Linked DNA regions of Xenopus laevis: region 2 is linked to region 1. The links are chromatin contacts, called in public Hi-C maps. All regions are on one chromosome and are shown on one strand. The core of a region is the stretch at or near the end of the contact, and the rest is flanking DNA. Distances in the headings are between cores, read along the strand shown.

What was found. Hi-C and Micro-C count contacts between places; a contact is called where the count stands out from the background.
Region 2: a Hi-C map of the XTC cell line shows a contact between it and region 1, with 2.7 times the contacts expected there. The contact joins the enhancer-like site here to the promoter of LOC108708418 in region 1. A contact is called at or near these places in 2 of 4 Hi-C or Micro-C datasets (the XL177 cell line and the XTC cell line).

Annotation. Positions count from the first base shown.
Region 1 is chr2L:116,450,626-116,455,941 of Xenopus_laevis_v10.1, reverse strand. LOC108708418 reads left to right here and starts at 2,951. Exons shown (of 5, transcript XM_018247093.2): 1 at 2,951-3,115. The coding sequence starts at 3,023.
Region 2 is chr2L:116,558,790-116,564,105 of Xenopus_laevis_v10.1, reverse strand. rasa3.L (RAS p21 protein activator 3 L homeolog) reads right to left here. Exons shown (of 23, transcript NM_001093333.1): 12 at 4,584-4,658; 13 at 2,397-2,520. Among protein-coding and RNA genes, the nearest start is that of gas6.L, 60 kb to the left of the region's middle. Within about 2 kb of position 2,110, at least 3 of the 7 cell types and tissues checked have an H3K27ac peak or open chromatin away from gene starts, as enhancers often do.

The DNA of each region.
Region 1 (5,316 bases), core at 1,702-4,201:
GACTAACTCAGAATTAGAGATCTAAAAAGCAGAAAGTTCTGTTCTTTTATGTTAGACGTCCTGTCACTTTATAGATTACACTTTTTTAACTGTATACTTGAAACATTTTTTTTATTTTGAACAACCTATTAACCCAGCTTTTATTTTTATACTGAACTGTTCCTTTAAAGGGGTGGTTCGCTTTTATATTAACTTTTAGGGGCAGATTTATCAAGGGTCGAATTTCGAGGGTTAATAAACCCTCAAAGTAAAATCCTTCGAATTCGATAGGATTTTAGTGCAAATGCTTCGATCGAACGATCGAATAAAAATCGATAAAACAGAACTATTCGAACGATTTTAAGTGATCGATTGAAGGATTTTTATTCAATCAAAAAAAGCTTACAAATAGTGCTGGGGAAGGTCCCCATGGGCTAACATTGCACCTCGGTAGGCTTAAATTGCCAAAGTATGAAGTCGAAGTATTTTTTAAAGAGACAGTACTTCGACTATCGAATGGTCGAATAGTCGAACGATTTTTACTTCAAATCATTCGATTCGATTGAATTCCATCGAATTCGATCGAATTTGATCAATTCGATGGTCGATGTACCCAAAAAATACTTCGAAATTCAAATTTTTTTCCATTCGAATTCTTCACTCGAGCTTAGTAAATCTGCCCCATGAATGTAATAGAATGGCCAATTCTAAACAACTTTTCAATTGGCCTTAATTTTTTCTTTTTTATAGTTTTTGAATTACTTTCCTTCTTCTTCTGCCTCTTTCCAGCTTTCAAATGAGGGTCACTGTTCCCATCTATAAAACAAATGCTCTGTAAGGCTACAAATGAATTGTTATTGCTACTTTTTATTATTCATCTTTCCATCCAGGCTCTCTCATATTCGAGTTTCCTATTTAAATCAATGCATGGTTGCTAGGGTAACAATTACATAAACTCAAAATAACTAAATAACTCAAAACCACAAATGATAAAAACTAAAACCAACTACTAATTGTCCCAGAATATCACTCTCTACATCATGCTAAAAGTTAAAGGGATACTGTCATCTGAAAACATGTTTTTTTCAAAACGCATCAGCTAATAGTGCTACTCCAGCAGAATTCTGCACTGAAATCCATTTCTCAAAAGAGCAAACAGATTTTTTTTATATTCAATTTTGAAATCTGACATGGGGCTAGACATTTTGTCTATTTCCCAGCTGCCCCTGGTCATGTGACTTGTGCCTGCACTTGCTTTTTGGCAGGCTGTTTTTCCTTCTCAATGTAACTGAATGTGTCTCAGTGAGACATGGGTTTTTACTATTGAGTGTTGTTCTTAGATCTACCAGACAACTGTTATCTTGTGTTAGGGAGCTGTTATCTGGTTACCTTCCCATTGTTCTTTTGTTTGGCTGCTGGATGGGAAGGGAGGGGGGTGATATCACTCCAACTTGCAGTACAGCAGTAAAGAGTGATTGAAGTTTATCAGAGCACAAGTCACATGACTTGGGGCAGCTGGGCAATTGACAATATGTCTAGCCCCATGTCAGATTTCAAAATTGAATATAAAAAAATATGTTTGCTCTTTTGAGAAATGGATTTTAGTGCAGAATTCTGCTGGAGCACCAATATTAACTGATTTATTTTGAAAATATTTTTTTTCCCATGCCAGTATCCCTTTAACAACCTCTTTAAAGGAGAAGTAAACCCTAAAAAAGAAAATGGATAAAAATGCCATATCTTATATACTGAACTTATAACACCAGCCTAAAGTTTCAGCAATGATCCGGGACTTCTAACTTGTCACAGGGGGTCACCATCTTGGAAAGTGTCTGTGACACTCACATGCTCAGTGGGCTCTGAGCAGCTATTGAGAAGCTAAGCTTAGGGGTCAAGCAGAAAATTAGGTTGGTCTGATGCTACAGGGCTGATTATTAAATTCTGATGCTAGTTGCACTGGTTTCTGTGCTGCCATGTAGTAATTATCTGTATTAATTACTAATCAGCCTAATATTGTGAAATTTCTATTCTATGTGTACTGTATATTGTGAGCTGGTCCCTAAGTTCAGTAAGTGACATCAGCACAGAGCATGTGCAGTGAATCAGCAGAAAAAAAGATGGGGAGCTACTGGGGCATATTTGAAGACACAGATCTTTACTGCTAAAGGGTTGTGGTTGCCTTGGGCTGGTACAGAAGCCCAGAACATAATGTACAACATTTCTTTAGTTAAGCTTTAGTTCTCCTTTAAATCTCAGCATTTTAGGCAGCCTATTTCTAATTTTAGAGAATAGGTAGTGAATACTGGGGAAGATGACAGTAAGCCATGGTTCTAAGACTAAATGCCCGAACAGGAACATTAAAATGTGGCCCAATTTGGTCCTGACTTCTGCTGCTTATTCTCCTGGTTGGTGATCACTGCCAGAGAGCTATGGACAGTGAATTAAGCGTCAGACAGCCTTGCTGCAATAATTTAACACAAAGAAGAACCAAGATTCTCATTTCATTCTGTTATTGTGCATAGCTTCTTTTATAAGGGATCACAAAACGTCTAATCTTCTGTTAGCAATATTACGTTTCCCCAAAATCAGGGGAAAAAAGTTAATAAGAAGGTTTCTCTGGAATTGGTTTAGATACGTTCCAAAGGTTTTCATCAATGAACTCTGATCTCTATAACACTATTTTTATGACACTGCTCAAAGGTTTGATATACCCTTCTTTTTCTAAATAATATCAAGAGTTATTATTAGTATTATGTTCCCTTCTGTATACTTCACATAAGAAGATACTATTTGTTAATAGTTTGTGTACTTATTGTACAGGGATCAGAGACAAGGATACACCACAGATCTAATTACAGTTATTGTTTGCTATTCTCTGAGCACGGTGTTTGAATAGCTACCACCAGCTATTCATTTTTCTCCAATACAAATGCCATGACAACCACCACATGACCGGCTTTAAACACACCACCGTCTCCAAGGCTTCCCTTCTCCACAAGCTGAGAAGTTGCTCACTTGCTGGGAAGTCTTCCACTTTGGCAGAATGCATCGATCCTATCAGCCAATCTTACCATGTGGTAATAAATACTTACAGCAAAAATGGGATGAAACCTACTACGATGAGCATAAAAGAAAGGTATGTCTAGTATAATGATATCAATAACAGCATTTAAAAAATTAGTAAAGTTGTTTGAACACATGTATCATACAGAACCTTGTTATAGCTCAGTGTTTATAGCTGTGAGTGAAGTCCCCAAATAGGTGCAAACTACCCTTGATAAATATGCTCCTTAATGAATTCTGTGTGGGACTAGGCTTAACCCATTAGAAAAGCCTAATCACATACAGAAAATTACATCCTAAATCAACAACATACACTTACAATGCATAAAATAGAGACATTAATATAAAAGACTGTCCAAAATTAATTATGGTAGTGTACATCATATCCCTAATGTTAAATAAATGAACTTTCATTTAAACTGTCCCAGTCACAAACTAATTACATTAAAGCTGTAAGCTACATGTGAATGGGGTATTTATAGTAAAGCGGGCCCAACTGGTTTTTTCACAAGATGCTGGTGTCAGAGGTGCTTTATAAAGTCTACCTCCAAGTTTCATGGATGCACTCACATGTAATAAGAAATAGACACTTTGTTGAAAATTGATTTTAAAAAATCATGTATATATAAACTATGGTGCCATAAAAAGTTTACACAAATCCACCAATAACATATGCCCTTTAATATATAATATGCACATAGTAAGCTGGCATAATTGTAATCTGGACATTATTTCCATTACCCCAAGGCCTAAATCATTGTTGGAGCAAACAGTTAGCTGCCTATGGGCACAATGATGCAATTTCACCCATGAGGTGCAATATTTGTTGCCCTATGATTCAAATACATATATCATATCTTTAGCTGTTGTAACTGTTGCAGTCATTCACTGGCATATTTTGTCTGTTTTGGGGACAACATCTCATTAAGGTTTTGGCATCACAGAAATGCATTAAGTGCCAAAGTAACACAATCATCACATAAATATGTTTATAAATCTGCCGCTATATCCCCATGCTTTCATTTTGATCTTCCAGCTCATGCATGTTTTATTCTAGTTGGATGACATTTTATTTTTCCAGTGATGCTTGTTGTCCCTAACACAGCACATAGGGCAGTCCATGAGGAGTCCTGCAGGTCAGATGTGACATTTCAAGATATATTTATAGTCCCCAACCTCTCTGTGTGTGCTAAAGGGCCTTCTCTGTATTGCATCTTCTCCTATGTTAGGTGGCATATTAGCAAGTAAAATGGCTGCCTGGAGAAATGCCCCTATTGTTTGTGCATGTTTTTTTTATCCAAATGAATTCTTAATATGAAATACCCTTAGATTACAAAATCTATAATCATTCTCAGAATGTGTTGTGACATTTCATCCAGCTTTTTCAGATCACTTTTTCTGGTTATTTATTGTAACAACAGAGATGGGGCTGAAAAGCCTAGGGCTGCCTTTGATATCCCAGAAGTGCAAGTCACAGCAAATGTGGTATTGCCATCAGCCTGAATGCATATGAGGCACACTTGTGTCAGCTTCCATAGGTGGCAGAAATACAATTGCTTCCAATTTATGCAAATGTCCCAAGGAAGCAGAGCTGTCACTTGATTTTATACTTCACAGAACAAGCTCCTCAAGAAACTGAATGTAATTGCCAACATTGTTTACTATGATTTTCTATGACAATACAAGTCAGAGGGGTAATGTAATAAAATGTCCAAGGTTGCAAAAGGTCTATTAAATTACAGTAATTAGGCTAAATTTACTGATTAGCTGTTTCAAAGCAAATAGCTTATTGGTTGGTAAGGGCTGGTACACCTGAACATACTTTTGGTCTTTTATTCCATTTCCCAAAGTCTACACCAGGGTTGAGGGAGCTCTGATCCTTCAGATGATGTCAGACTACAACTCTCAACAACCCTTGTCAATAATGGGCAGGATTGTGTAACCCATCTATAATTTAATGTGGAAATAGTATAGTGGAGTATAGAATGCTTATCCAGAATCAGTTATCTTAAAGGGATACTGTCATGGTGAAAACATTTTTTTTCAAAATGAATCAGTTAATAGTGCTGCTCCAGCAGAATTCTGCACTGAAATCCATTTCTCTAAAGAGCAAACAGATTTTTTTATATTCAATTTTGAAATCTGACATGGGGCTAGACATATTGTCAATTTCCCAGCTGCCCCAAGTCATGTGACTTGTGCTCTGATAAACTTCAATCACTCTTTACTGCTGTACTGCAAGTTGGAGTGATAGCACCCCCTTCCTCCCCCCCC
Region 2 (5,316 bases), core at 861-3,360, 110 kb before region 1:
ACTCTGTATCACTCAGTATTAGGGATGGGCAAATCTGACCTGTTTCGATTCGACAAAAATTTGCGAAACAATGAAAATTCGCCAGAATGCATTGAAGTCTATGGGCGTCAAAAAAATGACGTGCGACAAATTACGCAACATATTTTTGACGTGCGAAAATTTAGTCTATAGGCACCCAGTAGTCTGTAGGCATCATTTTAGATTCGAAACTTGGCGAAAAATTTCGCTCATCGCTCCTCACTACATTTCTAATGTATACATGACATTGAGAAAAAGATAAAACACATACATTTGTCAAATTGTGGTTTTTATAAAAACCTCAGCATGTGGACACAAAGGAACAAAATTTCCAGAACCATAACTGCCAATCAGAAAACGCCCTTTTTTCTGATGTTGATCATTTGTTCTGCAAAATTATTAGATGCCACCAATGTATCTGAATCTCTAATTATTTATTTTCTTCATTGGAATTTGTATTACAGTATATGACTTTTCTTAAACACACCAGGCATTTTTGTATAATTGCAAGAACCTGAAATGGCCACTGCCTCCTCTCACTGACTTGAATGGGAAACAGCTGACCAGTACCTGATCAGAACCAGTACTGAAGCCCAAACATTAGTTTCCAAAGTGAAAAGTGCCAATATGGGTGCTTTTGTGTGTAACCCAGCTGACAGAAAAAATGCCTAGAGCGACATCAGCTTAAAGGATAAGTAAACATTTAAAATAAGTAATGTAAAATTGATGATTGTGCTATTGTAAGAAGTTTTGCAATGTACATTCACTATTTATTTTGTTTTTATTGCAGGATATTAAGAGATACATGTACTGTTAATGTGAAAGACTTTTGTTACAACATCACCATCTGCTGGTCAGTTTCTGACCAGTCTGACCTCCAAGTAGTCAAGGAAGTTGTCAGGAGAAAGAAAGAGGCTGCTCTGATGTTCTTCTGCTTAGGAAAAAAAATATAGAAACCTTTCTCGCATCTTTCCTACGCAGAAGAACATCAGAGCAGCCTCTTTCTTTCTCCTGACAACTTCCTTGACTACTTGGTGGTCAGACTGGTAGGAAACTGACTAGCAGGTGGTGATGTAACAAAAGTCTTTCACATTAAAAGTACATGTATCCCCTTTATTTGTTTTAGGAAAATGTGATGGTGTTAGCAACTGGAGTGGATATATGCAGTACAAATGATGTGGCTTGGGTGGGGATGATATGCCTAATTTATATACATGATAGGAAAATGTAGGCTTTACATGTCCATGCAAATACCATACCACCATACCATTCCTGTGTGTGTTTTTAGCCATTTACCAGTGGTGTTGGGTCTCTTAACCAATGATATTTAATTAACATCTGATGAGCACTATCTAATCCAGCAGTCCCCAACCTTTTATACCTGTGAGCCACATTCAAATGTAAACAGAGTTGGGGAGCAACACAAGCAGGACAAAAATTCCTGGGGGCGGCAAATATGGGCTGTGATTGGCTATTGGTAGCCCATATTGTTTTTATACAACCAAAACTTGCCTCCAAGTCAGAAATTCAAAAATAATCACCTGCTTTGAGGCCACTGGGAGCAACATCTGAGGGGTTGGAGAGCAACATGTTGCTCACGAGCTACTGGTTGGGGATCACTGATCTAATCCATGTGGCTTTTTGTTGTTACTTTTACAGCTTTATTATGTGCAACCCCCAGGTTTTAATATAAAGCCAACATGCATTTTCCCAGTGAGTCTGCACTTTATTTGTTGTCGTTTTAGAAAAAGCTCTTATTTCCTAGGAGTGGAAGGAGTCTAGCCAAGAGTATAGCTGATAGTTGTTGACTTCCTCTGTTTCACCACAAAGAATTTGCCCTGTCAGGTATATGGAGAAAGGTTAAGTCCGGACGCATAGAAAGACCCGCCAACAGTGTGAATACGTGAGAAGGCTTTTAATGCTGTTACGCTAACCACTTCACTGACTTTATTGGCATTCTGATAAAGGCACTTAGGAAATGTGTTGAAATTGAAGCAGAACAAACTAAAGCAATTTGTGTATGAATGCTTTCATTCAATGTCACACTAACAGACCTCCAGCTGTTGTGAATGACAAGGCAGCCAAAGCTGGGTGGAGAACTGGGGGGTTGTAGTTCAAAACAGTTTCATAGTTGCAAGCTCTTTGCACTGGTAAAGCTGCTATCTTCTAACTTCTATCATTGGTTTCTAAGATTGATAAAGCAGCAGGTATGTTACAGAAATGTCTCCCACAAGCCCTCCTTCCACCCACTCAAATACCATATTTAAAAGAGAGAGGCAGCAAATGAGAACATTCTGAGCAAAGCGGTGTGAAACACTACCATTCACATACTTATACTTTCAATGGGATGCTTAGTTTGTTTTCAGTACCAGCCTTACTTTGAAAACGCTTGGCGGCTGACTCTCTCAGTGAGAAAAAAATGTCACACATGACGGTGGGGCAGCTAACGCCAGATTTTGTGATGACATCAAATATCCGGTCTACATAATTTTTCAGGTTTTCCTAGAATAATTTGAAAGACAAAATAATGTTAATCGTTAGTGAGCTAACACATTTTTTCACGTTGTCAAACAGAAAGAAAGATTTTAGCCAACGCTCCTGATGCCGATTGGGATGGCTCATTGCCTACCTCCCAGGGCTGTACTGTAACCATGCCAAGTACAATGAAAAAGCTAAACAAAGAAAATTGTAGCGGATATTAATAGCAGGGCAGTAAGCTTACAATCAGCACAGCTCATACTTCATGAAAACACAATCATCATATCTTGAAGCAAAACACTGCCATCTACTGTGTTATAAACATAACATAAAAACTGCCCACATTTCACAGTGATGGACAATGTAACACAATTGTATGCTTTAAAGGAACAGTAACACCAAACAATTAAAATCTTTCAAAGTAATTAAAACTATAGTATACTGTTGTGCTGCACTGATAAACCTGGTGTGTTTGCTTCAGAAACTCTACACTCGTTTATATAAACATGCTGCTGTGTAGCCATTGGGGCAGCCATTCACAGATGAAACAGGCGAAAAGGCACAGGATACTTAGTAGATAACAGATAAGCCCTGTAGTATATAATGAGATTCTTCAGAACGTATCTGTTATCCTTTGCTTGGATGGTTGCCCCCATGGCTACACAGCTTGTTTATATAAACTATAGTAATGTTTTTGAAGCAAACGCATCAGTTTTACCAGTGCAGGGCAACACTGCATAATACTGTTATTCCTTTAAAGGGGAACTATCACAAAAATGAAAATTTTATATAAGTTTCAGCATACTGAAATAAGAAAATTTCTAAATACAATCAATTAAAAATTTGGTACCGTTTCTGAAATAATCAAGTTTATCTTCACTATTCCTCTCTCAGCATCTGTTTGTCCTCATTCTGTCTTCATGCAGGAGTTGAGTGTCAGATGAATGATCCAATATATCTTATAGGGGGGCTCCTTTTGCCTAGAAAATGTATTAGGGCTCACTCTGTTAAAATCACCAGACATCATGTCTCTCTACATGCAGAATTGGTGCAAAAGGCAGTTATTTTGTTAGATTTTGTTTTTTTACTGGAATGTTATTTGAGGGAGCTCTAATACATCTGCTATAAAATATATTGGAACTTTCATCCGACCCAACTCCTGCATGAAGACAGAATGAAGAGAAACAGATGCTGAGAGGGGAATAGTGAATATAAACTTGATTATTTCAGAAACAATGCAGAATTTTCAATTGATTGTATTTAGAAAGTTTACTTCAGTATGAGGAAACTTATATTACATTTTCATTTCCCCCTTTAGTTATAGATAGTTCCCCTTTAAAAAACTTTAAAAAAATTTTTGGTGTTACTATTCCTTTAATGTTATATTGAAAGAAAACACCAGTTCCCTTCAGAGAAATATTCTACAACATGTCTGATAGAGATAAACTGTAGATAATGTTTAACCATAACATATTCCTGTTGGTTGGCTACTCTGTAAAACTGGTGTGTGGGTTCTTACAATCGACCGGCATTATTAGCCAAGTGATGGGTGTAAATCAGGACAATGGAATGCATGTATACATGGTTTAGAGATCTTGTGCAGGGTCATCAATTAAACAATATCACCAAAACTCCCACAGACATAGAGAACCATTGCTAGGCAAGCAGAAAAATACATGTAACCAGAGAACTGGTAAGAAAAAAGGCCATTAGGTAGATATTTTACTTTTTATCTGTGTCCCACATCACTGTGGGAACGGAACAGAGCAAATTCATCCACAGTGCATTTCACAATGTGAAAGCTGTTGTTTTCTACAGACTATACATATAATTCTTAACAATTATGGCTTATGGGAACTGTTTTTTACATCAGCTATTAGATAAAAAGTTTGACGCTATTAGGTTTAAAAGTTAAACAATTCCATATTTGGCCCAGAATTTAAAGTGAAATTGATAAAAGTTAGCTTTTTTTTCCCAATAAGGTGAATAGTACAGGCAAATAGCAAAACATTCATTGTGGTATTAATTCCTCATAAAATGCCATGGTGATTAAGAAATACATGTCAGGTGAAGTCAGTTCAGCTTACCTTATTGTTCTCAAAATTTTCACCATCTTTTAACTTTACCGGATCTATCTCACAGGGTTTATGAGCCTCGCAGATCTGTGGGCCAAAATAAATAAGTTCTAAATTGACATAATTGTACTTTAATCATCCAGGTACACCATCATATTGCACCTTACTAGCACCACTAGCTTAGCATGGCTACTGCTACCCAAACCATGTCTGCTCGGGTTCAAACTATATGGGACATTTTAAACCTTATGCTTTACACTGCAGTTCAAATATATGCTTTAAATAGTGAATTACTTAAATATATGACTTAGACAAGGCTCAGTTCAAGTTCTGTGCAGAAAGTGTAAAGCACTCATTTTACAAGTGTTTCTGTTGGGGAAAAAGAGGTTTCCTGGGAGTGACTGGGAGAGGAAGCTTGTGGTCTGACTTGTTGATATTTTAGTGCCCCCGGAAGAAACATTTGCAAAGTGACCAACACAAGCACTAAGTTTGTGTGTGAATGGAAGTACCAGGCAGGGTGTAACCATTATCGTTATGACTGTGTAACAATTTCAGGAAATGTCAAAACAAAAAATGTAGCCAATGACGGGTTTGCTTAAAGGAATAGAAACAAGCATATTCCTCCTGCATGAAATGCGTTGGGGGCATTCACAATATATAGGAAAGATAAAACCATATAAATATTACACAAACAGCTGGTCAGCACTTTGCCTTCACAGCAGCTTTATTCTAGAATTTGGTGATA